Linked DNA regions of Hordeum vulgare: regions 1 and 3 are each linked to region 2. A link is a contact called in public Hi-C data. All regions are on one chromosome and are shown on one strand. Each heading gives the region's core, a stretch centred on a gene start, on an enhancer-like site or on the middle of the called end of the contact. The rest is flanking DNA. Distances are from core to core; before and after follow the strand shown.

What was found. A called contact is a pair of places that touch in the nucleus more often than the background predicts.
Region 1: a Hi-C map of leaf shows a contact between it and region 2, with 3 times the contacts expected there. The contact joins the promoter of LOC123407116 here to the enhancer-like site in region 2. A contact is called at or near these places in 2 of 6 Hi-C or Micro-C datasets (leaf and seedling).
Region 3: a Hi-C map of leaf shows a contact between it and region 2, with 8 times the contacts expected there. The contact joins two enhancer-like sites. A contact is called at or near these places in 3 of 6 Hi-C or Micro-C datasets (leaf and seedling).

The regions. Positions count from the first base shown.
Region 1 is chr7H:107,679,197-107,682,033 of MorexV3_pseudomolecules_assembly, reverse strand. LOC123407116 (microtubule-associated protein 70-3) reads left to right here and starts at 1,459. Exons shown (of 11, transcript XM_045100171.1): 1 at 1,459-1,636; 2 at 1,715-1,800. The coding sequence starts at 1,474.
Region 2 is chr7H:108,248,487-108,251,186 of MorexV3_pseudomolecules_assembly, reverse strand. No RefSeq gene overlaps it. Among protein-coding and RNA genes, the nearest start is that of LOC123411478, 44 kb to the left of the region's middle. Within about 2 kb of position 1,311, at least 3 of the 3 cell types and tissues checked have open chromatin away from gene starts, as enhancers often do. A contact at or near this core is called in leaf and seedling, where this site is marked.
Region 3 is chr7H:108,780,534-108,783,233 of MorexV3_pseudomolecules_assembly, reverse strand. No RefSeq gene overlaps it. Among protein-coding and RNA genes, the nearest start is that of LOC123413071, 18 kb to the left of the region's middle. Within about 2 kb of position 1,428, at least 1 of the 3 cell types and tissues checked has open chromatin away from gene starts, as enhancers often do. A contact at or near this core is called in leaf, where this site is marked.

The DNA.
Region 1 (2,837 bases), core at 210-2,709, 570 kb after region 2:
TATAGCATGAGCATTGTAGGGAAATACTTTTGGCTCTCCGGTGTATATGCATGATATATGATTTTTTATGGCAATTACAAACAAGCCAACAACAGTTCAAACTTTTTTGAACAAACTTGACCTTATATTTGCCATAAAAAAGTTGTATCCATATAAAAAAGTTGTCAACATAAAAAATACTCTCTCCGATCCTAGGTAAAAATCTTTTTAGAAGTTTCGCTCAATTCCAGCTTCCCCACACTTTGCTTCGTATGTAGATAAAAATACTCCTTTCAATCCTAGATAAAAATCCATATAAAAAAGTTACCCTCATTTCGCTTCGTATGTAGTTCCTTTATGAAATCTTTAAAAATACTTATATTTAGAAACGGAGGGAGTAATTCCAATGCAAACTTTTTTTTATTGTAAGGCCAATACTTTTTTTTCGAAATCTTTACCTAATAATAAAGAGGCTATAACTTTCGTCGGAAAACCCACCGAGGTGATTTTACAAAAAAGCCCTTACTGTTTATGACATTAAACTCGTAGTATATATTAAATATTTTTTTAAATACTCATATCTTTTAAACCGTAACTCCAAATTTAACATATTATACATGGAATTTGATTATAAAAATATGTAGAATTTAGATATGATATTATTTTATCTGTTAAACATTTAATAAAAATACTATCTAGGGTGCAATCTTAATAAATAAGTTTCGTCTTTCTTTCATACCGGTACTCATCCGGGTTAGGGATGAACACGTCAACAAAATCAGGATTAGAGATGAAACCGAAGGTCACTTACTGATTCTTTGTACGCATTAAATCTACATGCAAGCCGTGTTAAAATAGAAGACTCGTGAAATTTTGAACTGCATTTTTGTAGGATAAGACCATCTTTATTTGTATCGTAACTATAAATTCTTAAATTATAGACATTTTTTATAAATTAAGAGCGTGTGCCGTATGGTATTTCTTTCTCCCGTTGCAACCCTTGACCCTTTTGCTAGTAAGTAATAACTTGTTTAAAGTGTTGATTCTGTTCTTTTTGGTGAGAGCATTGCAAACGATCCTTCCCTCTCTATAAATAGCACCGTGACCACCCTAATCTACCTCCATCAAAACAGAAAACAAGCCACTAATCGCTCTCAAAACCCCACACGCTTACACTAAAGATAATCCAAAAAGCCCCTCCCCTCCCCTCCCCTGCCCGAGTTTTTTTAAACGCGCCACTTAAGAGCAAGACAACCGCAACTACTAAAAGCGAGACACACACAGCACAGCACACGCACAGTGACGCGCAGGGGAAGAGGAGGAGCAAGCGCCGGAGCTCGCTCAGCTAGCTAGGGTTTCCCCCGATCCGGCGCGCGACAGGGAGCCCGCCGCCTGACGCGGGGGAGGCTCGCCGCCTGACGCGGCGGGGGCGAGGGCTCCCTCCGACCGGCGGACCCTGCATGCCGGGGCGGCCCGCCGGGGCTCAGATCTGAGATGGCCGACGGCGGCGAGGAGGGGAATGCGGCGGTGCCCAGGGGCTTCTCGCGGCGCAGGGGCGCGGTGCGGGCCAGCCTCGACGCCGACGAGCTCATGGCGCTCATGCACGGCTCGGATCCCGTCCGGGTCGAGCTCACCCGCCTCGAGAACGAGCTCAGGGGTGAGCCGCTGATCTGCTCCCGCTGTTTTTCAATGCGCCGGGGAAGGCTCTGACTGTTTTGCTGCTTTGTGCTGCTAGACAAGGAGCGGGAGCTCGGGGAGGCGCACACGGAGATACGCGCGCTGCGGCTGTCCGAGAGGGCGCGAGAGAAGGCCGTTGAGGAGGTAAATTGCCGATTGCTCTTGAGGTTTTGTGCTGCGGAGACGTGGCGTCTGCTATTTTGGGCTCGAATTGATGTTAGGGCTTGCGGGGAAGTGCCAAATTTGGTTAGGTTAGTTGTTCGAATTGGCATTTCGGCATGCCGATTTCATCGCTCTAGCCTCTTGTTGAGGTGTTGAGGTACCTTGTACCGTCATTGCGTTATGGTCCATTTCGTTCCACTGTATGCTAGATTATCAAACCAAAATCTTAGTTTGGCAACGATGAGTTTAGGTGTTCAACATCAAGGAAGTCGTTCTGCTAAGTGGGCACTTATGCTGTCAACTGTCGTATTGGAGGTGTTTCTGCTTCTAGTTTCTACAGCTATCTTTAATTTTGTTCTTAGCAATGGAGTATAGCTACTTGTTTTTCATGCTTCAATTTTTTTTTAGCTGTCCTGTTCCTAGTATTTTTCGAGGCTGTAATTGTGGTATTTCAGTGCTCAACTCTACCAAATTTTCACTACCACATTCTTATGCAATGCCAGAAGCACCTGTAGTAGAAAGGTAAAGATGTTCGTACTTTAGTGATCTAAACACTCTTATATTTCTTTACGGAGGGAGTATTTATTTAGAATGAGCACTTTAGTATGCTAGTTTCATGGCTGTTGCTGTGTGTGCTGAGGTTATACTTTGTGCTGTCATTGAATTCTGGTCCATTTCAATCTACTGCATGCTAGGTTATCAAACTAAATGTTTAGATTTGCAAGGACTGAATGGGTTTAGATGCTCAACAGCAATGAGAACATTCTGCTAACCGGGGACTTATTCTGCCAAACTGTTGTATAGGAGGTGTCTGGCTTTACTTTTCTTGTAACACAGGGGCTCTTGTTGTTGCCAACTCTTAGCATTGCCATGATTGGGTTACTATATGCTTATAGCTTACTTTCACCCTCTGTTATTCTTTGATCGATTTCTTTTTTTTGCGCCAAGAGTTAATTGGTCAAATATGGTAGCATGGCTTTTCATGAATTAAGTTCTTGAGTTGCACTTAATAATGCCGC
Region 2 (2,700 bases), core at 62-2,561:
TCCACCCGAAATCATTAATTAGGGACTACTCATTTCAAAGATCATTCCCACATTTCAGGTTGTGACAAGTGGTGCGTTGCATACGTACCACTTGTCGCAACCTGGGAGTTTTTCTTTTTTTGTAGGTGCGTAATTTAAAACTTCTTATCTTCTAAACCGTGCGTCCACATTTCGAATCATTTTCTTCGTTGCATTTCTCACATCGAGATGATTAAAACTAGATCTCATGTTGATAGGTTTTGGCGAACTTTTTTTCATAATATGGACCAATAAAGCCTTACCTCTCGCGATAGAAAAAAATAGAAAACACATTTTTTTCCGTGTTTTTCTCCTTTTCGAGAGGCACGGCCATGCCGCTCACGAAGGCAAAAATGTGTCTCTCACGAAAGCAAAAATTTGCCTCTTATAAAAAAAAATCACGTTTTTCCTTTACGAAAGGCACGGGTATGCTAAAAAAGATCGATGAAAAACCGAAGCACAAAAAAAATCAGAAAAAACTACTCTAAAAGGCCGAAAATGCGTGCAAAAAATACAAAAACAAAACCTAAAGAAAGCGTTCAGAATGCAACACGCGGTGACGGTTAAGAACACACAGGATGGGGTCAGGGGGAGAGGAGAGTCTGTGTCGGACGCCTTTGTGCGTCAAGAAGCACTCGCTTCACACAAGGTCCATCCAACAAGTCCCATTTGCAATTTAAATAATCAAAACATCTGCTGGAAATCTGTAGCGGGACACACTGTACCAGTCCGTTACTGTAGCACCAGTATTTTGTACATATGAATATATAAATTGCAGAAAATCCGAATACACATTGAACATTTTTTTAATGTATGTTGAACAATTTTTGAATATGCATTGAACATTTTGGAAGGTACATTGAATAATTTTTTAGTACACGTTAAATATTTGTGTAATGTACATCGAACAATTTTTAAAAAAGACATTTTGTATAATATACGCTAAAAAATTAAAATACACATTGAACATTTGTAGTATTCATTGAACAAATTCTTAATATACGATGAACATTTTGTACTGTATGGTGATCCTTTTTGTCATATATATGAACATTTTCTTAGTATACCATAACCATTTATAATAGAAAATAAAATTCTGCATAATACATGGAAATATAAGAAAAGAAAGGAAATGGGGAAAATATGAAACAGGAAAAGGAAAAATAAAGAAAAAAAACATAAAAGAGAAAGAAGCATGGAAGCCGACTGTGGGCCGGCCTGAACACAGTCGTCGGGTGGCAACCCTTCAACGGAGCCTCACCTGTATGACGTCCGCGGGCGGCATATAGGATTTGGAAGCTTCCAGACGACGCTTACTGCAACAAATAGTCGGCCTCACGCATAAGGGCGTCCACCTACTGGACTGGCTCACACTCCCTTCGTCTTAAAATTCTTATCTTAAATTTGTCTAGAAATGAATGTATCAAAAAATTTACGTTGCGAGTTTCGAACTCGTGACGCCAGGTACTGCAAGCCACTACACCTTATAGCTTATAGCGATAGATGATAGCGTAAACCTGTTTTAATTATAACATGATATTTACTCTAGCCGTCTATTTAGTGTAGTGTACATATTATTTAATTATTTTCAACTGATTTAGAACCATATATTTTTTGTAAAATGTGAAACAAACTTGAGATTTTAAAATATTTTTTGAATTACAGGAATGGAATTCATTATTCCGTCAGATTTTGAAATTTTCTAAATATTGTTCGTAAAAGAACAGAATTTTTGATACATAGGAACACGTTTTGAAATTTTGAACCAAAAAATTGAAGACACGGACATTTTCTAAATTTGTAAATATTTTTTAAAACTCGTACATCTCCCTTAAATTGTGAACAAAATAAAGAGATTTTTTTTAAATTCCAGGATACTTTTTGAAACTGAAACAATTTTAAGAAAAAAATGATGACATTTTGAGAATGCGAAAAATTAAACATGAACAATTTCACAGCATCTTTTCAAATTATGAAGAAATTTCAACTTCCCGAACATTTTTCAAAATGTGAACCGTTTACAAATATTTAAAGAAAACTCAAAAATGGAACATCTTTTGAAATTATAAACAAATAATTTAATATCCAAACATTTGTTCGGAATTCCAGAACATTTTTAAAAAGGTGAACAATTTTTCAAGTTCTAGAACATGCACATTTTTTGAATTGGTTAACAAAATTTGAAAACAGGGACAACGTTTTAGATTCAGAACAAAATTTCAGACAGAGAACATTTCGAAAACCCTTTTTTTAGATGTAAACATTTTATATATAGGTGAACAAAAAATTGGAACCGAAACTTTTTTCAACACCTTCGAACATAATTTGAATTGGATAACAAAATTAGAAATTGTTATCACTGAAGATCAAAAGAAACTAAGTGCGATGAACTGTTCGATCAGTGGACAGTCGTTTTTGTGTTGCCTGAACTGCAACTTTTCTGTCTGTCTATTTCATCACCTTATTCAGAGTACAAAAGCAGGAGCTGAACTCCATGATCCTTAAATCTCGTGCCATCCCACGAGTGGGTCGTGTGTCCGCTGGAATCGGTCCTGGTTTGTTAGGCAAAGACCAGGACAACTAACCCTATCGCTAATTAATTAACTTGACCGAGAAATGAAAGATTTGAACTAGCTGCAGTCCAACGGCGACAACAGCCTGAAACGCTACAGTAAAGTTAAG
Region 3 (2,700 bases), core at 179-2,678, 530 kb before region 2:
CCACCGATATAGTACCGATATAGTACTTCTAATTTGTGTATTCTTAACATGCACAATATAGTGCGCCCGTGAAGTTCGAACCAACGACCACCTCATCCGTATGGATTGGAGCAACCAACCCGCCAAGAAACAATATAGTGCGCCCGTGAAGTTCGAACCAACGACCTCCTCATCCATATGGATTGGAGCAACCAACCCGCCAAGAAGCCAGTATATTGTTAATTGCAACCCTTCCTTTACTTTATCTGTTCCCTTCCGTTCTCCTTCTTTCATTTTTTTAGTTTTCTTTTTCCTTTTCTATTTTTTCTTTTTCTCTTCCTGGGTTAATGAATTATCTTGCAAATACATGGCCCTTTTCTTCAAATCTATGAACCTTTTGAAATACAATGATTTTTTTATCAATTTGGCGAATTTTAAAAAAAATTGTGTACGTTTTCTAAAATCTATTAACTTTTTCTCTTTTTCCTCAAGAATTGTTTTTGAATTGATGACTTTTTTGAAATCCGCTGAAGTTTTTTCAAAATCGACGATTTTTTTTGGATTCGATGAACTTTTGTCAAATTCGATGAATTTATTCCAATTATGATGAACTTTTCTCAAATTCAGATAACCTTTTCAAAATTCGATGAAGTTACTTGAAATTCAATGAATTTTTTTTCAAATTCGATGAACTTTTATCCAACTCGACGAACTTTTTTTCAAAATCATTTTTTTCAAGTTTGATTTTTTTTTTCAACTCAAATGAACTTTTTAAAATTAGATGATTTATTTTCAAGTTCGATGAACTTTTTTCAAAATCAATGACTTCTTTGTCAATTCTTATGAACTTTTTTCAAAATCCATGAACTTTTTTTTCAAATCTAATGAACCTTTTTTTAATTTTGATGAAGTTTTTTCAGATTGGATGCTTTTTTAAAATTTGTGAAAATTTTCAAATCAGATGAACCATTTTTCAATTGCATGAACTTTTTTTGAAATTTGGTGAACTTTTTGCTAATTCAGTGGACTTTTTTAGCTGCGTTGAACTATTTTCAAATTGGTTGAACTTTTTTCCAAATTCGACGAACATTTTTCATATTTGATGAACTTTTTTCCAATTTTTGAATTTATTTCGAAATTTAATTAAAAATATCAATTTTGTGATGTTTCTCAAATTTGAAATTTTTTCAATGTGTACTAATCTATTCAATTTTTCAATTTTTTTAAATTCGTGGTTTTACAAAGTTTATTGAATTTCTTTCAAAGTTTGTTTTTTTCATATAAATTATATAAGGTATATAAAATGTATATTTTAATTATGTACAACGAGAAGGCAAGTAGTTTTGTTTCGTCGTAATGATCGTCAGAGGCAGCTCGGTCTAGTGGTTAGTGGTTAGTGCCACTTGCGGCTGTTGATGGCGAGATAAGTTCGAGTCCCCTTTCTCCCACTGATCGGATTCTTCTAGCGTTCGAATGAATGAGAATCGGCCGGTTGTAGAAGCAGCCCAGCTATGAGCGCTACAGACGTCAGTTATCCTAAGCGACGCTTAATGCACCGATTAAGAGCTCACGTCTTTGCCCTCAGCTGAAGTCGCATTCGCGCTAATTATGTTAAGCATGCTCTATTTAAGGCGAAAAGGGCTGGTTTTCATGGTCTTTCAATGATTTTTTCTGTTTCTTTTGTTTTCTTTTTTCTTTTTCTTCAATATTTTCCCCCTTTTATTTTATTTTTCTTATTTAATTTTTTCCTTTCCATTTTCTTTAATTCTTTTACATTCATTTTTCTTTATTTTTATTTGGCTATTATATTCTCTTTTGCATTATTCTATTTTTTGATTGATATTTTTCTTTCTTCTCTATCTTTTTTCTTTACTTTTTTATTCTACATTTATTTGTTTATTTGTTTTTTCTTTGTCTGTTTTTGTTTTTATTCTATATTTTTGTATATGTCAAAAACAGTTTTTAATAAGTGATCAAAATGTTTTTATTCCCGTTCATCATTGTACGATTGCGTATTTAATATTTTTGCAATACTTTTTCAACATTTGTAAATACAGTTCTAATGTTTTTCAAATATCGCTTTATAATTTTTCAGCATTTATTCAGACGTTTTTGAATACTTGTTAAATATTTTGAATACTTATTCAACATTTTAAAATACTTGTACCATATTTTTTAAATAATTTGCTAACGTTTTTCATACTTATTTACGATGTTCAAATATTTGTCATACTTATTTACGATGTTCAAATAACATTTTTCATACTTTGTCAAATACTTTTTCAACATTTTTCATACTTATTTATGATGTTCAAACATTTGTTTAAAAAGATATAAATATTATTCAGAATTTTCTAATATTTATTCAACATTTTTCATATACTTGTCCAACATTTTTTCAATGCGTTTTTAAAGTGTCTTTTTTATCTCTATATATATTAGAATATTGTAAAGTATATAAAAATATATAAAAATAGAGCATAAACCAGGAAAGAAAACAGGTGGAAAAAGCAGGCCATGGCCCCTGTGCAGTTGGGCCGGCCCATCTTTGCAACCGCCGACACTAGGGTTCCCCTACTTAGTAGAATAAAAAGCACACACAGTCCGACTCATTGGTTTACAAGACCAAGCAAATTTGTTCCCTCACTTAATTCGGAATAGTTTGATTGGATAATTAATGTCGGCATGACTTCCACTGGTTTTCTTATTCTTGTTTTCTTC